2 separate regions of the Mus musculus genome follow, and region 2 is linked to region 1. Evidence: chromatin contacts called from public promoter capture Hi-C data. All regions are on one chromosome and are shown on one strand. The core of a region is the stretch at or near the end of the contact, and the rest is flanking DNA. Distances in the headings are between cores, read along the strand shown.

Region 1 (3,550 bases), core at 856-3,355:
CTCTGACATAAAATTTCTCAGATGGCTCAAATCTTTCCCATTCTAGATGTTAAAATAAATAATTTCATAAAGTTATAACAGGCACCTAAAAGACAGTTTCTGCTAAAAAGTACTTATCTCTCACTTGGGCTGACACAAGGAAACCAAAAGCAGGAGGAAAGCCTGGCACCTCTGCCTTCATTTTTAAAATCTGGCTCCTTTACTTGGGGTCAGAAACCTACTTAACGCTACAGGAAAGGATGCTAATCATTCAGAGAATATCTAAAAACGGGCAACAATTACTTCATCTCCACTCAAGGCTGAAGGCACAATAAACTGTCAACTTTTACAACGTCTCGTTCCAGACCTCCTAAAAAGTGTCCGACTGTCTCCAGTCCTAGTCCTAATCCTCCATAGGCATTACTGACTCCAGGAACACAGAGCCTAGCAGACAGTTCATCCCATGACATCACCCTAAAGTGACCTGATTGTCCCACCAAGCAATAAGGCCAGGGGATGACAGGTTAACACCAGAGTCAGGTCTCTATTAAAGGAGTCACCCTCAATAAAAACTATGTTCTGTCTTTTTCTAAAAGAATAATCTGGCCTCACAGAATTCCTTTGGTAGACAGTATTTGTTCTAGGATTGTATCTTATGCTGCCTACTTTAGGTTGCAATATGTTTCTAACACCCACTTTTTAAGGTTTTAAAATGGTATTTTAATTTTTCCCTTCAGTTTATATGTTCAGCCACCTGTACACTTTCTCAACACGTCCCTAAAGGGGGGGGGGGGAGGAGACAGAGACAAAGAGGTCCTCGATCCAAGGTTATATTAATAGAGAGGTCCAGACTTGGGACTATTTTAGGAAGTAGATTATTGGACAGGTTTGATTTCTAATTGGTCCCAGCTAGTTGGAACACAATATTAAGAGTGAAAGATCTCAATTATTTTCTCCCCATCCTCTAAAAGACTACCTTACTAGGACTCAGCTGTTCACCCAGAGAATATTAGCAGCAAGAGACTATCCCAACTAAATTCAATAACCCCCTTTTCAGAGAGAGCTGAGTCCACAGCCAGGTTTCCTGAAGCACTACTTGCCCGCTCTTACTACTGAAGCCTCTAGAGTGGTCCTTGAGGAAGTGCTGTACCTAGTAGTTGATGGCTATTCTGGAGTGGGTGTTAAACCTGAGAATGAAGAGGGCCTTGTCTTTAAGAGGTCAAAACTGGGGCTAAATTAGTTGGATCTCAGGCCCCCCCCCCCCCCACACACTGTTATTTAGCTCTTGGTTAAGTTATGTAATTTTTCTGGAATTCAATTTCCTTGCTAGATTGAGGGTGGTTACAATACCTGCCTCACATGGTTGTTGTGGGGACTCACATAAGTCTACCTTTAAAAGCAGTGTTAGCAGCACATTTAAACCCCCGCCCCCCTTTAAATATTAGTTTCCAAATCCTTGGATTTTGAGAGGACGATGCTGGCATTTTCCAGGTGTTCCCATGGCTAGTTTAAAGGGTAAGAGATCACATTTGTAGGGCTGACACACTAACTGCCCTCCTGGAATGGAGGTGTGGACACAGCAGAATTCACATCTGGCAGAGAGGCTCGCAGGCACGAAGGGATGCTTACCAGCAGCCTTTCCTTTGAGGAGGCGGGGCCTTTACATGCCGGCCGCTGGCTACCCAGGCTTTCCCTCGGGCGCTGCCCAGGTCCGACCTGTTTCCCTCTCAGCTGGATGCGCGGTGAGGGCATCGTCCCAGCGCGGCCGATCAGGCCCAGGTGGGCGGCGGGTGAGGTAGGACCACCCGGCTTTCCGCAAGTTTGGGCAGCCCAGGAGACAAAGGCACTTTCTGCTTTGGGGTTCTTGTAGCGCGTCTCCCTGAAGCTCCCAGCCCCCTACCTTTGTTCCCAACTTCCCCCGGCGCTGCAACTCTTTGTCTGGCCGCCACCCCGAGCCCCTTTGTTGTCCACCGTCACTGCCAGTGAGGGGTGGGGACGGCGCCCACCATTCCTGAGAAAGGAAGTGAGCAGAGGCGGAGGCAAAGCCGCCCTCACACGCCCCCACCAGCTAGCCTGACTCTCGGTCGCCCTCGGGCGACAGCCATGGTCGAGCCTCAGCCCCTCGCTGGGGTCCTCAGCACGGAGGAGGGGCGCGGCGAGGCCAGCGTCCTCTGATTGGCTGTGGGAGTCGGGGCGCCGCGACGCCATTGGACCGCGGAGCTGTCTGGCGCACGAGTGCGCGAGGTGGGGAGGGGGCTCTGGAAGCTGCTGGAAATCGGGCCGCCCGGCGGCGTGAGGGGGCCGCGCGGCTGGGTGGGCGGGGCGCCCAGCAGTGGGCGGGGCCACTAACTCCGCCCACTGCCCCTCCCCGCGCGGCTGCTCCGACCGCGGGCGGCCGAGGGGCGGGCGCGCCGCTGCATCCCCATCCTCGGCGTAGCTCGGCACAGAGCGAGCAAGCAAGCAAGCGGCGCCTGGCCGGAGCGAGCGGACGCAGCGCCGAGGCCCGGCCATGGCCACCACCAGCACCACGGGCTCCACCCTGCTGCAGCCCCTCAGCAACGCCGTGCAACTGCCCATCGATCAGGTACCGGCGTCCGGGGCGTCGTGCCCTGGCCGCCTCTGCCGGCCGCGGTGCCACCCGGGCGGGAGCAGGGTGGGGGCTGGGGCCGGGACCGCCGTGCCCGGCGCCCGGCGGGGCGGGGGCGCGCGGCTGGCCTTGTCCCCTCGGCTGTCGCTCCGGCTGGTGCCTCTGTGCCCACCCAGCCTCCCATCGCCGCCCGGGCGGGGGTGGGCGCGGGCGGAGGCTCGGCGACAGCCCGCCGGGGAGGGCTAGACAGACGTGCGCGCGTGCATGCTGTCGCTGCCGGGCCACCGGGCGTCGGACCCGGGAGTCCCGGGACCGGTGGACCTGGCACTGCTGCGGGTTATCGGGAGACTAAGAATGGTTTGGGTGCCGAGTGCCCAGGACACGGCGTGGATGGACGAGGCTTAAGCTCTTCTGCACTTGGGGACAGTTTGCATTGAAGTGTGGCTCAATAGACGGAGAGGCAACAGTTTGGGGGAAGACAGGTTATGAAGAGAAGTCAACGTGACTTCACGATGCTAGGGTTTCTGGTGAAAAAGTTGCAGCTGTGGATAGGAGCAGCCATCCTACCCCCTCACCCTACCCCCAGAGAAGCTTTTGACACTAGGGAAGGCTGGCATTTAAATGAGGCCAGTCGAATTTGATTGTTTAAAGGGCCTCAGGATTACTGAAATAAACAGCATTGGGATGGAGAAAGCAGCGCCATTTTTATTGAGCAAAGGAACTTTGGAAGTATGTCCTGAGAAAGGTCTGGGAAAGTTGTTGGTGGGGTATGGTTAGATAGCTGGTCTAGCTCCAGTACTGAAGGAAATTGACTTTGGAAATTCAGCCTAACATTATTTCTGATCTGGAGGTGTTTGCACTTCCAAGGGCTATGGGCTCAGCTTGAGTAGCTGCTAGTGGTATCTTAAGGTTTGCATGTAAAACACAAGATTCCTCTCTGGACTTGAGCTGGAGGTGACACCTGAGCTGAACACTGTGTGCTCC
Region 2 (3,713 bases), core at 1,189-3,688, 1.6 Mb after region 1:
ATGTCTCTTCTGCAGATACCAACAATGCATTTGTTAACTTCATCTTCCATTCCCCACCTACACTTGGACTTCTGCTGATACAGGTAGGTGTGCCTGGAGCAGAGATGGGCAAGAAGTCCTTGCTCTTAAGAATCCTGCACAAAATGGAACCCCATGTTGACCCATGACTCTTCTAATAAGTAACAAAATTCATTTGTGTGTCCCAAGAAGCAAATATAATGAAGAATTAGGTAAGATGTCTCATTTCCTATCAGGCAATCCCAATATTATCTAATTCACTCCTTCATATGAACACGGATACCGCCACAAAAGATAAATCAACCCCAAAAGCCAAGCTTATGCAGAAAATATAAAGGAATGATCTCACTGACCCCTATCATCAGTGTACGCACATCTCTATCTAAAGGGGGACATATGTGATCATGGCTTATTAAATAATGGGAACCACTAAAATAACCGGGTTTGTGAAGAGAATGCAAAGTGGGAGCATCACTTGGCCTCCTTCCCAGCATATCCAACTCAGAGCTCCAAAGCTGTGTGTGCCACAGGACAGCCATAGCTGCGCAACACAAAACCACACTTACTACAAGTACTATGAGATTTTTCTTTCTAGATTTTATTAATTTTTCCCATTTAAATTGCACAAGTATAAACTTTGTAGATGACAATCTGCTGCCCTGTGTGACTATAAAACAGACCTGCTAGACCTTTGCAGTCTCAGTGTCTGTGTATACCTATCTGCCCACATATACATGCACACCCATGCGTATGCACACTTGTGAGTCACAAGTGATACACTAAAGTAAAGCCTCGAATTGTGGGGGAGGTGCTGTTACTTAGAGAGGTCTCTCATGATCTCTGAGGGATGGTAGCAGACTGACTGAAATGGAAGCAGGGCGTAGAGAAGGCTGAGAAGGAACCAGCTCAGCAAGGTGGGTGTGGGAGACTCAGGGGAGTCCTAGCAGCTGTGGTGAGAGGAGACTGATGTGTTGTGAAGTGAGTTTCAGGAGCAACAGACTGCAGAGGAAAAGGGGGAGAGGAGATCGGGGGAGATGCGGTAGGGAAGGAAGAGAAGGGAAGAGAAAGGATCTTGAGTAGGGGAGAGAAGGGGAGAAAGGAAAGAGGAGAGAGGAGGGAGAGAAGGGGGAAGTTAAAGGATAAAGGAGGGGAATCGAAGGGAGAGGAGAGGGGAGGGAAGGAAACGAAGAAGGACCTTGTATCTTTGAAAAGAGAGTCAGAAAGAAGAGGGGAGGAGAAGGAGAAAGGAGGAGGAGGGAAAGGAAAGAGAGGAGAAAAGGCCAAAGATGCTTTCAGGTTTTCATTTTGATCAGTGGAGCACCTGGACTGTGAGTGGCAAAGCACCTGAGAGGATGAAGGCAGGTGGCAAGCCTGAGGTCCCTAAGCTGCTCTGGGGCAGACAGAACAACTCTATGTGTCTGTGATATCATCGGGAGACAGACAAGAACTAATCAGAGGAAAGGACAACAGAAGTCTGCAGGGATGCCTCACTATCTAATGCCAACTCACAGAGACACAAAGCACAGGGTACCAATAGCAATCAGTGAGGCTAAAGCTATGCCCAGTGTCCTTTAGGAAGTCAGGGGATGGGGCAACACCGGGGAGCCCTCACACAGGAGGATCAACACTGACCGGCGATATATCAGCTTTGGGAGCCATTGCAGGAATAAACACTAGAAGATAGAACTGAGGATAGCAAGCTGAATCAATAACATGACGCCATCCTCATGAGAGACAAAGCGATGGCCCTTCATCTGCTGGGATGGAACGCTGTCTAAGACACACCTGGGAATAAAGACAACGTGCCAAACATTTGTATAATAGCATTCCACTCGTGAGCAGGACTGAAGACACAGTTCTTCTAGAGGACACCAGAGAAAAATGAAGACATTTTCCCTTTGCTCCTCTTGAGAATTCTGTACAGCCTTAGATTTTCAGAGGTTAACAATCCCTGGCACGGTAAACTTCAGCCACTACTTACTTTTTTTCTCTGAAAAGGGTCACATACGCCATGTATAACATACCACAAACTATGATTTAAAACCCCACAGGAAGGGCCTAATTCCCTGTACTCTTGGCTCCACAAACAGGGCTTTCTTTCTCTCCTTTTTACTGCCCCCCCCCCACACACACACATGGTATATTGACATTAAGCCTCTGCTCACCTGTTTCTGGCTATCACTACAAAGCAAGTGTAAGAAGAAAGACCCATGTCTCGTTGCACAGGCACACAACAAAAGGGACCCAAAGGGACCTGGCTGCTTCTCCCCAGATCTTCCCATTCCCCAAACAGTCCCAGGACTGTCTTCTCCTCCGTGCCATTGGTCCTGAAAGTCTGGATTCCAAAGCCCAGAGCAGTGGCAGGCAGGGAGGTTCTCACAGTGGCTGAGAGCAGAGGTTTCCACACGTGTGAGCTGCTGGAGTTGAGTATGAATGGGGGTCTTGTCTGGCTTCAATAAAGCACCTCTCTGTTTGTATGCATGCTATACTGAGAGTCTTGTCCATGGAGAAGCCACCCAGCGCTCCTCAGCAATCCCTTTCCTGTTGTCTTGAAGGGACCTATTTAACATTTTCCTTCTCTGCGGTAAATTAGGCAACTGAAGCATTTCTCAAGGCAGGCACGAAGCACACGCATTGGCTCATTGGATATCAATTAATTTTTTTTTAATTCTCTTGCTGAGATGAAAGGCCTCTCTCTGGTTAGCCTGCCATCCTTGCCAATTGAAAGAAATCACTCATAAAAACGAAACTGAGTCTCAAGCTTCAAGCCGCTTACAAAGAACCAATTGATTTACCCAACTGGATGCAGACGCAGGCCCAAAATAAGAATCTTGTTGCTGTCGGGACGTTACATTAGAAAAACTAATTTACTTAGAGTCGTACGACAATAAAACACATTGTGACTTTAAAAAACACAGAGAACAGTTCCCTTGGCGACACATCTTAAAAGGGAATGAGGTGGGTTTGTATGTGCTGAGCAAGGAAAAATTTCTCCAAAGAGCAAGATGTATTATGATTTTATTCAAAACATATGTGTGCTGGGAGAGATGGGGACTCTAACAAGGAGAAGATTCCAATGAAGGAGTTGATGGTTCTGTATCCAAAGACTGAAGGCCTGGGCAGGAAGGAGAAGCACCCGATACCGCGAGATCCTGTACTGTCTGGCTTGTGCATTTATAATGTATTCTATTCGTGGTACACACATAATGTAAGACTGGGTGTTTTAAAGTTTTCGCGTTAATGTGGCAAGTTATTTCACAGGACCATATCATTATGCCACCATCAAAACCAGATCTCAGGGCCAGTGAGAGGGCACAGCTGGTAAAAGCTATCTGCCCAGAAGCCTGATGAACTGGGTTTGATTCCAATCTCACACACATACACGCACATCCGATAAATGGATACATAAATAAATGTCCTTTAGTTTAAAATATACTCCCTCAGATCTCTCACATAGGCCATCAGTCGTTTCTGGCATGCACCAATGGTCTTGCATCTTTGGAACGTTCCTACGATCATAATCTGACCTTTTAAGTTCTTGTTTAAAAACTACAATTGAACTGATAGAGTTGGTGGGCCAGTCCCATAAAGGCCATGAATCACATTTCTCCCAGGCTCTCTGCTTGTCTAATGGCTCTAAATCAGTTATATAGCCAATCCCACAGATGACCGAAGATGAAACTATCCACATAACG

What was found. Promoter capture Hi-C pulls out the DNA fragments that hold promoters and counts their contacts.
Region 2: a promoter capture Hi-C map of cranial neural crest shows a contact between it and region 1. The contact joins the enhancer-like site here to the promoter of 2900060N12Rik in region 1. A contact is called at or near these places in 4 of 39 promoter capture datasets (cranial neural crest, hippocampal neurons, maxillary cranial neural crest and 1 more), 1 of 484 Hi-C or Micro-C datasets (Sertoli cells) and 1 of 115 datasets of contacts at active chromatin or transcription factors (astrocytes).

What each region holds. Positions count from the first base shown.
Region 1 is chr12:24,829,212-24,832,761 of GRCm38.p6, forward strand. It overlaps 2900060N12Rik (RIKEN cDNA 2900060N12 gene), which reads right to left and starts at 2,106. Exons shown (of 3, transcript NR_166876.1): 1 at 1,609-2,106. Mboat2 (membrane bound O-acyltransferase domain containing 2) reads left to right here and starts at 2,388. Exons shown (of 13, transcript NM_026037.3): 1 at 2,388-2,563. The coding sequence starts at 2,489.
Region 2 is chr12:26,392,608-26,396,320 of GRCm38.p6, forward strand. All of the region lies in intron 2 of Rnf144a (ring finger protein 144A), which reads right to left. Among named protein-coding and RNA genes, the nearest start is that of Mir6538, 21 kb to the right of the region's middle. Within about 2 kb of position 2,439, at least 52 of the 459 cell types and tissues checked have an H3K27ac peak or open chromatin away from gene starts, as enhancers often do. A contact at or near this core is called in Sertoli cells, where this site is marked.